Linked DNA regions of Mustela erminea: region 1 is linked to region 2. The links are chromatin contacts, called in public Hi-C maps. All regions are on one chromosome and are shown on one strand. Each heading gives the region's core, a stretch centred on a gene start, on an enhancer-like site or on the middle of the called end of the contact. The rest is flanking DNA. Distances are from core to core; before and after follow the strand shown.

Evidence for each region. Hi-C and Micro-C count contacts between places; a contact is called where the count stands out from the background.
Region 1: a contact with region 2 is called in a Hi-C map of spleen, with 3 times the contacts expected there. The contact joins the promoter of RRAS here to the promoter of ALDH16A1 in region 2. A contact is called at or near these places in 2 of 3 Hi-C or Micro-C datasets (skeletal muscle and spleen).

The regions. Positions count from the first base shown.
Region 1 is chr19:5,351,618-5,357,921 of mMusErm1.Pri, reverse strand. It overlaps RRAS (ras-related protein R-Ras), which reads left to right and starts at 4,356. Exons shown (of 6, transcript XM_032325504.1): 1 at 4,356-4,589. The coding sequence starts at 4,437. SCAF1 (splicing factor, arginine/serine-rich 19) reads right to left here and starts at 2,965. Exons shown (of 11, transcript XM_032325489.1): 1 at 2,707-2,965; 2 at 1-18. The coding sequence starts at 12.
Region 2 is chr19:5,212,534-5,219,430 of mMusErm1.Pri, reverse strand. ALDH16A1 (aldehyde dehydrogenase family 16 member A1) reads right to left here and starts at 2,601. Exons shown (of 17, transcript XM_032323237.1): 1 at 2,484-2,601. The coding sequence starts at 2,573. PIH1D1 (PIH1 domain-containing protein 1) reads left to right here and starts at 2,522. Exons shown (of 10, transcript XM_032323247.1): 1 at 2,522-2,634; 2 at 3,518-3,611; 3 at 3,970-4,036; 4 at 4,608-4,787; 5 at 5,831-5,892; 6 at 5,980-6,061; 7 at 6,497-6,626; 8 at 6,839-6,897. The coding sequence starts at 3,522.

The DNA of each region.
Region 1 (6,304 bases), core at 3,107-5,606, 140 kb before region 2:
TTCTTCCTCCATGGTCACCTGGTAGTTGAGAGGGTGACAGTTTGGAGTGGAGACCAGGGCGCAGGGGGGTTCCGGGAGGAGCAGGAAATGGATGCAAAGACCTCAAGGGCCTCCAATGTTGCTTTGTTCAGCAACCTCTCTGGAATCCCTCCCTTCTATCGCTGCACTCCAGTCCTTGGGCGAGCCCCACGCCCAGTGCAGCCATCGGAGGGACCAGAATGGGCTCTCTTCCCTTGCCTGGATCCCAGCTGCCCCCCTTTGTGGAAGGGAGGCCTTCCCAGCCTCCCCTTTCAACAAGGCACGCCCAAGTGCCCACAGCTTCCCCCACTGCCAAGCTTTAAGACCTCACTGCCCACCTTCCTAAGACCCAACCCAATGCCAAGATTTTTGGTTGAGTTGTGATTTCAAATACCGTGTCCCATAGTCTCCTAAACTCTCCTTTCCCAAACTAAGACACGCACCAGTGGGCTGGGTGTACCTCAAATACCACACCACTTCCTACAGCATCAACTCTCCTCGATGGCGCAGAACCAAAAAATTGTATTTATATGCAAAAGATGGAACTGCAATAGAGCAATGTATAAAACCAGTACTGAACTGAAAACACTGCTTTCAGAAAGGCAGTCTGTTCACCTGACCCCACAGAGGGCATCCACCTAAGGCCTATGTGCCCACTGGATGAAAGCATGGCTCAAGCTTTCATGATGTCACAGAAATTCTTAGATTATACTAAAGTGGAGAGATGATCCCTCGCACTGGTGGGTGTCTGGATTAGGACTTCAGAAAGCATGACTATTTCAGCTGCTAGCTTCCCTGTAACCATCAAATCTGCCACTTTGAAAACAATATCCAATCTGAGTTCCCAGAAAGCTTTGAAACCCCTAAACTGCCCCCCACACTGACTCATTGTGCTTATCTGGACAGGCACAACAGGAGTATCTACATCCAAGAAGGGCTGTGAGAATTCAAAGTGGACTGACTTCTGCCACAGAGTCAGCAGAGCCCAAGCGTTCAATACAAAGTAACAATAACTAGCATTATTAGCCTCCAGAGGCCCAGGTTTATCTCTGCCACTCTCCCAGCCGTTTCCTGCAAAGCAAACACCCAGGTCCAGGTCTCTCTCCTACCACAGATTTCCAAGCTAAGCCAAAGCTCTCAGCAATGAGCCTGGAGCTCCTTCCCTAACTCCCACTAACATGTCCTGCCTATAAACCCCTGTGGACAGTTCCCAGCCCTGGAGCTGCTCTCCAGCACCTCTGGGGGAAGCACCTGCTACGCTGAACAGTGACTGTCACATAACAGAAGCCTAATTGAGACCTGCTGAGTATAGACACACAGATCTCCAAGCCCTCTGCAGCGTATGAAGATGATTCCTTGCCCATGTGGCCGTGCCCTGGGCTTTGCAGACACACCCAGGGCTCTTTAGATCTTTTCAACATGAAAACACATTTTGCAGACATTGTTAAGTCCCTATAGGTCAGTGTTTCCCCAACTACAGTATGATAGAAGTATAGTGGTTCACGAATAGATTGTTACAAAAAAAATAAATTGAACGCAGGAGAAAAATCTTTACAGTACATTGCAGGGCGTTAAGTGGAAATATGAATTAATGGAACTTTGGTATTCAACACATAGGGGAATATGCAATGGGTCTCAACAAAAAATGTACTTCTTACTGTAGATCAAGGTCAAAAGAGTTTGAAAAGCATTGCACTAAATGAATCTAGGTGATCCTACAGACTTCCCCACACAAATGTGGACTAATTCTAATCTCTATAGCTCCAGGGCAATGCAGAATTTAAAAACATTTTTTCATTTGAATTACATTATAAAGTGCAAGTACATTTGAGCTGGGCAAATTTTCCAATACTCTCCTTTGTCTTGTTCTCCACGCGATTATACAGCCTCAAAAGGCATTCGAATTTGCTCCAGGCATAAAGACTGCACTCTTGCAGTCACACTGAAAGTCAACTAGATGGTTCCAGGTCCTTCTAACTGCCCCCAGCCTCCTGTCACCCAGATTAGACACTCCTCAGAGGTTAGAGACCCATCCAGGCCTCACAGCACACCTCAGTATTTGCCTCCCTCCCTTGGTGGGCATACCCCACCCGTCAGGGTGGCCCTAAAAGGCTTCCTGGCCCTCCAACAGTTCTCTCAGGCCCGCTAAATGGCCCCAGACCCATGTAGGTGAGCCGCATCCTCAAGTCAGCTCATGCAGACACTCCCAGCCCTAACAGACATACCCCGGGCGCTATAGATGGCTCTGCAGATACTCCTCAGCTCTTGCAGACCTCCTTCACCCTGGGACATATCTCAAGATCTCAAGATGGCCCCAGAACCCTATAAACAGACCCTAACCTCTGGTCAGCCCATAAAGACGATCAGCAGTGCCTATAGAAATGACCCACGCCAGCTAGGTGATGGAGAGCAGGCTCCAGTCCCGGTCCAGCCCGGTGGACGTCCCCACTCCTCACGGGGACGCCCCGCAGATGCCCCTCGGAACCCACAGACGCGTCCCGGGGCCTTAAGAAGGCCCCCCGCTCGGCACCAGGTTCCGCCGCCGCTACCGGGCCCGAGGCCTCCCCGCTAAGTCCTCCAGGCCCCGCGGCGTGTGGGGAGGACCCCAGGACAACTAGCGACCCGACTCCGCCCCGCCCACCCCGATAGGCCCGAGCCCCGCGGCCCAGACTGCCGCCGCCATCTTACCCCGCCGCTCGGGCTGCGGCTCCGGCCCCGGCGCGGGGCGGGGCGGGCTGGGGGGGGCTCGCGAGCAGAAGGAGGAGAGGGGCGGAGCTAAAACGCCGCCGAGCTTGCCGGGACTTCAAGTACCGAGCACGGTGCCGTGAAGGCTGGTGGGAAGACTCCGGACTCAGTTTCCCAGAAGTCAATGGGGCACACAGGCAGGGGCGCGCGCGACGGACGCCGGGAGGCGTAGTCCGCGCGTCGCCTTCGTCGCGCGGGGACAGCAAGGAAGTGAGAGGTGAAGGGGGCGGGGTTGCAGTAGCCCGCTACAAGGCCCCACAGTGCCCTGCGCGCGCGCGGAAAGAGCTGCGGAACAGGAAGTGACGTGAAACCCTGAGCAGGGTGGCTGCAAGGGAATTGTAGTTCCGAAAAGTGGATGGTAGAAAAAAAGCCGTGCTGGCTGGGAGTTGCGCCGCCCACCTGCTGGGGAATCCCAGAATATCCCCGTCTCCTAAGTCCCCTCTAAATATAGAGCCGAGGAGCCCGACCCTACAACCTCCTCCTTATTTAAGATGGAAAAGTCCAAATTCCGATTTCCTCTCACTCAGCAGGAGTTCGGACTCCCATTTTCTTCCTTCCTGGGACTGGGGAGTTCGATCTCTCCTTCACTCACAACAAGAAGTCGGGCCCTCATGCCCATCCTTCCTCCATCCTTCCACTCCTGGTCTCAAACTCGTACTTCACTTCACACAGACACAGGTATTCGGGTTCCCAATCCGGATTCCCTCAGATCCAGATATCTGAATACCCGGCCCCACCAACCCCTGGACCCAAGAGTCCACGCCCCCAGCTCTCTCCTTTGCGGAACCTAGTAGTAAAGACTCCCTGATCCCCTACTCCCCGGGACCCAGGAATTCAGAACTCCAGTCTCATTCTCCCCGAGAGACCCCGGAGTCTGGGCCCTCATCTTCCTCCTTCAGGACTCAGAAAGCCTGGCCCTAGGCCCTTCAATGACCCAGCCACCCCAGTTTGGGCGAGCTGGCTCAGGGATTAGGAATGCAGTGATCTCACGGCCCCTCCCTGTCCCGTTACCCCGCTGTCCCCCTCCAGGGCCCCACCTCCCCTCCCAGTCTGTCTTCCGCTTGGCTGGGACTCCGGGAACCGGAAGCCTGGGTCCCTTAGCGGGCGGAGACTCCGGCGTCCAGCCTAGACGCCCGGGTCGGAAGTTTGGCTAGGATCCCAGGACGGAGGTGGAGCTTCCCTTCAAGACCCGCTCCTTCCTTCGAGCGCGCCTATATACGGCCGCGCGCGAGTCGACGAACCCCGCCTACTAAAAACGGGGCCTAGGGGATGGTACCCTGAAAAGCGATGCCTCCGGGATCCTCATTTGCATAGCACCTCCCCGAACGATTTTCCCGACCCGTCCGCCGAAAGCGTGAGGGCTCGTATTAGCATATCCCCGCCCACAGACGGCCCGCCCGCAGAGAGCGCGTGGCGCTGCTCCGGGTGAGCTTAGCCCTCGCGTTAGCATATCCCCGCCCCATTCGGAATTCCCCTTCACAAGGAAAGCCTTTCCCCCTCCCTTATTAGCATAGCTCCTCCTTTTCCCGGGCCTTACCTCCTAAGCCTCCCGAGACTCCAGTCCTTCTCTCCGGAGCTCATGATTATGCAGTAGCCTTATTAGCGGGGCCCGCCCCTAGGCCCCGCCCGGCTCCCCCCAAGGCGGTAGCAGCGGCGGCAGCAGCGGTGGCGACATGAGCAGCGGGGCGGCGTCCGGGACGGGGCGGGGGCGGCCCCGGGGCGGGGGGCCGGGACCCGGGGACCCCCCACCCAGCGAGACACACAAGCTGGTGGTCGTGGGCGGCGGCGGCGTGGGCAAGAGCGCGCTGACCATCCAGTTCATCCAGGTAGTGGGCCCTCACCCGGGGGGGTGCCCCCGGGACCTAGAACTGAGCCCTTTGGGAGATCCCTGAGACCCCGATTTCCCCTCGATCCATCACTGAGACCCTCCTATGAGACCTTCTAATCTTAAAAAATCCCCTCAGATGGTGACCCTGAGCCCCCCAGCTCCAGGGCCTCCCCCCTCTACACAAGGGACTTATACTCGCATCCTGAGACTCCCCCCCATCCCTCCCCCCAATACCCAAGACCCCGCTTCCCTGCTGACTTGACCTTGAGCACCTCCTGGGAGCATCCTAAATCCAAAAGTCACCCCATATAGACCCTAAGCACTCCCATAGGCCCCCACCCCTAGGTGTCACTTCCCCCTACCCTGAGCCCCATCTCCCCCAGATCCCAGGTCCCAGCTTCCCGTCTGAGCCACCCAAAGCCTAACTGGGAGATTACCCTCCTCTAGATACTAAGCTCCCCCAGAATCTAGAAAGTGTGCCCAGACTTTGCCTGGGGCCCATCCAGTACCATCTGGTCCTGAGAAGAGACACCGTCAGACCCAAGAGATTTCAAAAAGATCCTGCCCCTGGGCCATTCCAGAGAATTCTTATGACTGCACGTCCTGTTCTGGGGATCCCTCACCCCACCAGACCCAGACCTCCACCCTCCCCCAGGGAAAACCACCCACTCCTCCATGTTGAGTTTTCTTCCACTCTAACTCCTTGAGCATCTCTCAGACACCTTGGCTAGCCCCCAGATCACCTCCTTGAAGAAACCCCCAGATTCTTGACACCCCCAGAGAGACCCACTTCTTAGGAGTTTCTCTGACTCTGTAAATGCATTTGGGGATGTCTCAGATTCTCTAGATGTGTACAAACCTCCCAAATGTATTTGCACCTTGGGGCTCACTCCAGCTCTCACCCCAGACTTCTCCAGATGTGTTCTGAAGACACACTCATAATCCCCCCATGGCGTGGTCCCTGCACCCGCCCTGCAGGCCACGCCCTCAACAAGCACCCCTCCCCTAACAGACAGGAGGCAGCTGTCAGACCCCCAGCTACCAGATCACCCCTTCTTTCCTGAAAATCTACCACTGCCCAGGAAACCTCCAGCCCATTCCCAAGGGAAACCCTCCCACCTTAGAGAAACCTTAGAAAGGTGTCTCCTTTCTGAGGTGCTACCGCAGAGGGTCCTGGGCCTCAGACTCCTTAAGAGACCCCAGCCAGGCCCTGCATGGGAGCCCCTGCCTATATAGAAGGCCCCAAAGCTGGCCAAAGGCCTGGCTGGAGGCTGGCCTGACCCAGGCAGGAAGGGAGGGGCCCAGCCTCCGGGCGGGGCAGCTTCTCGGCAGCTGGATTGGAACAGGGACCTTCTCCTGGGAGGAGACACTAGAAGCTGCCTGAGAAGGAGGGGGAGAGGATGGAGGAGGAAGAAGGAGAAAAAAAAGAGGGAAGAGGAGGAGGAGGGAAAGATAGAAACAGGCAGACATTCTGGGCAATAATAGCTCCCAATAACTGAGCACCTACTAGATCCAAGCCATACGTGAAATGCTTAGCAGGGATTTCCCCCAAATCTCACAAATGCTGGATTAAGTGTAGTCTTATTTTTATTCTTATTTTCCAAATGAGGAAATTGAGGTTCGGAGAGGGGAAGTGATTTGATCAATACTGCACAGCTAGGACGTAATCACCATGTGGGAGATGTACAGAGAGAGAGGACTGGGAGAGACTCA
Region 2 (6,897 bases), core at 1,352-3,851:
CTGGAGGTGCACGAACATGAGCTGGGCATTGGATGATATTAAGCAATGAGCGCTGGGATGCCTGGGAGGTTCAGGTCATGATCTCAGGGTCCCGGGGTCAAGTCCCGCCTCAGGCTCCTTTCTCGATGTTGAGCCTGCTGCTCCCCCTGCTTGTGCTCTCTCTTTTCTGACAAATAAATAAAATCTTAAAAAAAAAAAAAGTGACCGCTAATGTGAAGTCTGAAAAATGGCTAGGTGGGGTTGCCTGGGTGGCTCAGTCACTGAAGTGTCTGACTCTTGATTTTGGCCCAGGGTTGTGAGATTGAGCCCCTTCTTGGACTCTGTGCTGGGCGTGGAGACTGCTTAAGATTCTCCTGCCCCTCCCCCTGCTTGCACGCTTGCTGGAGCACTCTTGCTCTCTCTCTTAAAAAAAAAATAAATTAAAATGGCTAGGTGATTATGTTACAAAACTAGTCTTTATCTGTTAGAAATGAGAATTCAAATATTTCTTGGAAGCTAACAGGACATCGGGGATTTAAATCGTTCCAGAAAAAAGAGAAAACAAAAGAATGCAACACTGGACCACATGTCTGGCAATTCCTGAAGCTGAGGGATAGGTAAGTAGCAGTATTAAGTATTCTGTGGAAGTTTGCAATCTCCACCCCACCCCACCAACCACCACCCCCCACCCAAGAAAAACAAAACCATAAAAGAATGTCCACAGGGCCCTGGGAAGTCATGTTAGTGTGAGAAGAGGGGCTGGTGGAGATTGGGAACTCATAACTTGTCTAAAGAGACAGTCACTATTGAATCCAGATGATTTTTGTCAGGGAATGTGAGCCAAACATTGCCAAATTTGGGGTTTTTATTTTCAAAAGAAGCTGGACTCCTCCTGGATGTTTACAGGGAATGAGTTGACCACTAATTCACATTTTCAAAAATAAAATGCAGGCCAAAGAAAACAGTTTGTTGGTTGAGTCTGGCTCACACATTGGAAGGTTGAGACTTTTGCTTGGGAGGCGGTGGGGGAACCATGGGCTGTGGAATCCTAGGGCTTAGGTTCAAATCTCAGCTTCGCCTCTTTTAAACTGTGTTAACAGTGGGCAAATTACATACCCTTTATGCCTCCCTGTGCTATGCCTCCCTGTGCTATGGCTAAAATAATGACAATAATCCCCTCTCACAGCTGTTCTGGGGATTAAATTAGATCGCACTGAGCACAGAGGCTGGCACAGAGAGCTCCCAGTGAATATAAGCTATGATTACTATTATTCCTATGATTACTATTAGCTATTATTGCTATTTCAGTATATTCCATCTCTAGCCAAGCTCCAAGTGTGGGAATGCTCTGTCCTCTGATCCAGATCCTCACTCCCTCAGTTCAACTATCTTTCCACATTGATGACTCCCAGGTCCCTGTCTCCAGACCTGAAGGCTTGGGCCCAAGTAGCATTTGATGCCTTCACAAGGCCAAGGCTGTCCAGGGTCCCTCACACTCTCACCATGTGATAACCAAGCTCAGGCCTATCCCCGAAGCCCCAGTCCTCCTGGGTTCACCACTAGTGGTGGTGGTGAGGGGTGGGGGAGACACGACAACAAAGACAGCCAAACCCCAGACACTGCCTTGCCCTCTCAACTCCTGACACTGGTCCTCCTATATCTCTGCCTCATCCCCTCCTATCTATCTATCCACTTCCACAACCCGCTCCAGGCTCTGGCCTCATCTTCCACTTGGACCACTGTCTCAGCCTAAGCTTCGCATTCCTGGGTGCTAGAGACCCTGTGGGATGAGGAGAGCCCCATGGGAGGAGTTCTGAGGAGCCTGGGTAATTATAGAATATGCGAGGCACCCACAGGAACCACAAGAGGTTCTGGGGGACCCCGAGGGATCCCAGGACGACTTGAAGGGACGCTTTAGAATCATGGGAGCCCCATGAGGGTATTCTGAAAGGCTGTAAGAGATTACAGTTAAGTTCTGAGCTATCCTGGGGTTCCCAGGATCCTAGGAGCTCCGCAATGATTGATGCGGGCCCTGAGAAATTACGGGGGACCCACAGGAGTTCGGCGGGGTGGGGCTCAGAGAGCCACGCAAGCCACAGGATGTTCTGAGGAATCACGGGAAGTCCATGGAGATTCTGGGGGTCCTTGGAAGATCAGGGGTGCCCTACAGGAATTCCGAGTCCCTGGGATTCAACGGAGGTCCGGGAAGGGGAGTCTGAAGAATCACAGGAGGCCCTTTGGGGGCTCTGACGCATCAGGGAAACACTGCCGCAGAGCGGAAGTAAGAGACGGCCTCCAAAACAAGAGAAAAGACTCAAGGGTTAAGAGGCAGCAGCCGCAAAGGCTCAAGGGAATGCCCTTCAAGGGTGGGTCCTAAGGAGTAGCCAGAGTCACGGGAACCGAGAAGGGCGGACCTGCCGCGGTGGATCACGGGAGTCCGCGCGCCAAACAAGACCTGGAGGCCTGGGGAGGGGGATGGGCAACAACGAACGGCAGGCCCTCACCAGTGCGCATGCGTGGCTCTCAGGCACGGGTCCGTACTCCAGCGTGGCGAAGATCTCTCGGGCGCTGGGCCTTGCACGCGTAGCAGCCATCACCCTCCCGGGCCGATTTCCACCAAGGAGTGCCGGGTGCTCTACCCAGAGGAACCTTGAGGTCGAAGGGCGGCACCGCCCCCTCTAGTCCAGGGGGCGGGACTACGGGAGATAGAGCGTAACCCCGCCTTAGACCCAGTGGCCCCGCCCACACGCTCCAGCTGGCAAGGTGGTTTGGAGCATGCGCAATCCTCAGAGCGAGGCGGGGTTGGGGACGGGGACAGGACAAAAATGTGTGTGTCTTGCAAATAGGAAGGCTCCAGATTTAGAAGCGTGGCTGTATTTGTGTATCTCCTTTCCACCCTGTTCATACTGAGGGCAAGGAGTTCAGCTTTTAGTCCGAAGTAAATTTACTAGAGAATCGACTCGAGCTCTGGGACGAAGCGATAGTTTAGAGGTCAGAAGGGAGTCTTTTAGGATGGACGTTTAAATTAAGGTTTTGAGTGTGCCGGTCTGGACCCAGAAGCTTGGCCAGATGTAGCCGGGAAAGAGGAGAGTTACCGCTTTAATCGACCCAGGAAGTGTAGCATTCGGAAATTAGGTTCAGGGTTTAAAGTTTTGATTGGTTGAAGTGAGAGGCGTGGCTCCAGCCTTAGACTATGATTGGCCGGAACGTAGTGGGGTTCCCGGATTGGTGTCTGAGCGTTTGAGGGGGACGGAAGCGTGGTCGGCTGAAGTTCTTGGTTACAGAGGCTGGGAGTGTGGCTGTCGTATACACGTTCGGCACACAGGACTTAGAGAGCATCTAGAACTGTTGTCTCCAGCAGATTGGACAGCCGTGTCTGGCATGAGTGGAATTGTCTCAAGCCCAGATTCTTAGATTTCATACAGAATAGTGGGTGTCGGGCAGCAGGCCACGGAGTTCTGATCCTGGCCAGGGTCCCTCCCCGCCCCTCGCCCCGCGCACGTCGGTGTTGCTGAGGACGCCTAGGTCTCTTCTTCAGGGCCATGGCGGACTCGAAGCTGCTGGTGCCGGAGCTAAGCGAGGCAGAGAAGATGGGCTCTGAGACCTTGCGTTTCGAGAAGCTGCTGCTGCAGGTGAGGACTGACCGACTCCATGGTCCCTGGGTATTCGGGGGATTTGTGTGTGTGTGTGTACGCGCGTGTTCACGCACACGTGTATGTGCACACCCAAGCGTGCTCAGGGATGGGACTACATTCCCAGAACGCACTACATGGAATTGTAGTTGCTTAACTCCCAAGTTTTCTAGGCTCTGGAAGAAATGCAAGTGGGGTTGGGGTTGTTCTTAGCGGTCCTCAAAGGAGGAGCGGGACATATTATGTCCTATTCTGTGTACACCTCATATGCATAAAATTTCTCGACAAACCTTTGAAGAACAAAGGAGGGTCTGAGGCCCAGACGCCAGCATGAAGGTGGTTGTTTTCCTTCACACAGGCCTCCAAGGAGCTCCAGCAGGCCCAGACAAACAGACCAGAATCTACACAGATCCAACCACAACCTGGTGAGAAAGGCAGAAACCCAGAGAGAGGGGGATAGAGTTGCAAAGAGAGTGGACAGGGGCTAGGGGTATGGGACACAGAGATAGGAGGCAGGAGAGAGGCACAATAATGGGAGTACACAGGCCTTGGCGGGGGTTGTGACAGAGATCCAGAGAGAGCAGGGAAGGGACTAAGATCTAAAGAGAAGAGGAGGACAGGCATGACTAGGGGGAGAGAGACTCAAAGATAGAGAGTTACAGAGGAGGCGCCTGGGTGGCTCAGTTGTTAGGCACCTGTCTTTGGCTAGGGTCATGGTTCCGGGGTCCTGTGAGCGGGCCCCGCATCGGGCTCCCTGCTCAGTGGGAAGCCTGCTTCTCCCTCTCCCACTCCCCCTGCTTGTGTTCCCTCAAATAATAAGTAAAGATAGAGAGTTACAGATTCCATGGGTGGGGCGGGGAGCAGATTCAGAAAGCAGAGGACTGATCAAGAGAAGGGGACAAAGAGGGGACAGATCAACAGAGACTGAGGAGGGAATGAATGGAAACCCAGATGTATGCAGAGGCACACACCTCAGGACAAACCTACTTCCACCAGGTTTCTGCATAAAGACCAACTCCTCCGAAGGGAAGGTGTTCATCAACATCTGTCACTCCCCTTCCATCCCTCCTCCGGCCGACATGACAGAGGATGAGCTGCTTCAAATGCTGGAGGAAGACCAAGCTGGATTTCGCATCCCCATGAGTCTGGGAGAGCCTCATGCCGAACTGGATGCAAGTCAGTGCTCTTGGAGGACCCAGGGATCTAGCTCCCTAGGTCCTTTCTTTCCAAGATCCAGGGCTTGGGACCCTCCTCCCTTAGGACCCAAAAATCTGGCTCTCCTGTCCTTATCCTTTTCTCTGTGATATATGCCTAGCCTCCTGGGCCTCCACTACCTGCTACACGGGGTGGTCCTGGTCCTGCCCGCCTGGCTAGGCTGGCCCTTCTCCCTGCCCTACCCCATGGTGAGGGAGCTGGGCAGGTGTCCTCATTAGCTGGCCAGACCAGCTCTCACATCTTGTTCCTGTTTCCTTCCTCACCCTTCTCCCCGTGTCTCTATCTCTCAGCCTTGTCTCACCTGTCTCTGTTGAGTTTCTTTCTCTATATGCTTGTCTTTCAAATCACATATGTTCCCCTGAAGCCTCCTGGACCACGTTTTGGGCAGTGCCCTGGGGAGGAGGGACTGATAACCCAGAACTTGCCCTTGAGACACTCCTAGTCTTAGGCGACGGTGGTGGGGACAGATGCGATTGCAATATGGTATGATTTGTGCTGCTCTGGCAGGTGTAGGGGGGGTTGGGGGGTGGGGCGAAACCTTCTTGGAGGAGGAGGTGTCAGATCTAAGATGTCAAGGAACTGGAGGAGTTCATCGGGCCAAGACAGAGAAGAGGGTTCTAGGCAGAGGGGAGAGAGGAGTCCAGAAGCTGGAGAGTGATTGAATTGGATTGATTGGTTCGGTCAGTCATCGGGAGAGACTGGAAGAAATTTAAACGGACCAGGTCCCCAACAGAGAAGTGAGCTTCTCTCCAGGTGGGAGGAGCAGACCATACAGGGTCTCCAGTGCCACGCGGAAGGACACGTACCTTCGTCTTGGGGCTGGGGGGCTTTGTAAGGGCTGTGTGCAGGGAAGGGGCAAGGTCAACGCTGGGATGTGGTGGGAAAAGACACGAGGGGAAGAGACGAGGGTGGTGCGAGTCTTGAGCCATTACTTTCTAATTGTCTCCGGGTCTCTCTGGTTCTTGCGGCTGCTGGCCTTTATTGGTTTTGCCTTGTCCCCACAGAAGGCCAGGGTTGTACCGCCTACGACGTAGCCGTCAACAGCGACTTCTACCGGAGGATGCAGGTTGGGGGCGGGGCTGCGGGTGAGGCCTGGGCCGGGGCCTCTCCCTCCACCCGGAGCCCTTCCGCAGTCTCCCTCTCTTACTCCTAGAACAGCGATTTCTTGCGAGAGCTTGTAGTCACCATCGCCAGGGAGGGCCTTGAGGACAAATACGGTCTGCAACTGAATCCAGGTGAGGGGCGGGGCCTGGGCCAGCGGGGACTAGATGGGGGGCAGCAGCTTGGGGACAGCCCTTGGGAATGGTGGAGCTAGTGTGGGCAGGGATTTCCTAGGTCCCTAGGCTGTTGATTACAAGGAGAAGGCGGGGATTCCCGAGGTTGGGGGCGGGGCAGGGGCGGGTCGTATCAAGAAACCAGATGAGGGGCGGAGTCTGGATAGCCAAGGGGTGGAGCCAGTTGCATCTCTAGGCGACAGATTGCAAAACAGGTTGGGTAGAGTCGGGCTAAAGTGGGCCTATTTCCTAAAGCCAAGCTTGGGGGTGTGGCCGGACCCCCGGCTTCCTCCGAGGGGCGGAGCCTTTCCCCTGAGGCTCTTGCTGTCAGGACTCCTAAGGAAGCAATGGGAATCCCAACCTTACCACCTTTGACCCCGAGCTTCCTACCCGCAGAGTGGCGCATGCTGAAGAATCGGCCTTTCCTGGGCTCCATCTCCCAGCAAAATATCCGCTCCCAGCAGCGTCCTCGGATCCAGGAGCTGGGAAACCCGTACACCCCTGACTCCCTGAGACCCGAGGAAGGGTGGGCCTTCGATGGGTTCTCTCTGTCACGTCTCTCCCTCCCCATAGGAAGCAGTGTCCTGGGGGCTCTGGGAACCCAGAGAGGGGAGAAGCAGCACTCCCACCCAGAAGGCTCCCTGAGGCAGTAGGGCTCAGAGGCGGGAGAAAGGAAAGGATGAGCCCTGGCGAGGACCTGGTAGGTGCTCCTCAGTTTGGGGTTTTGTTCTTCCCCAGCCCGGAGAAGCCACACCTGAGCCTTTGGCTGGAAGCCCCTGACCTCCTCTTGGCTGAAA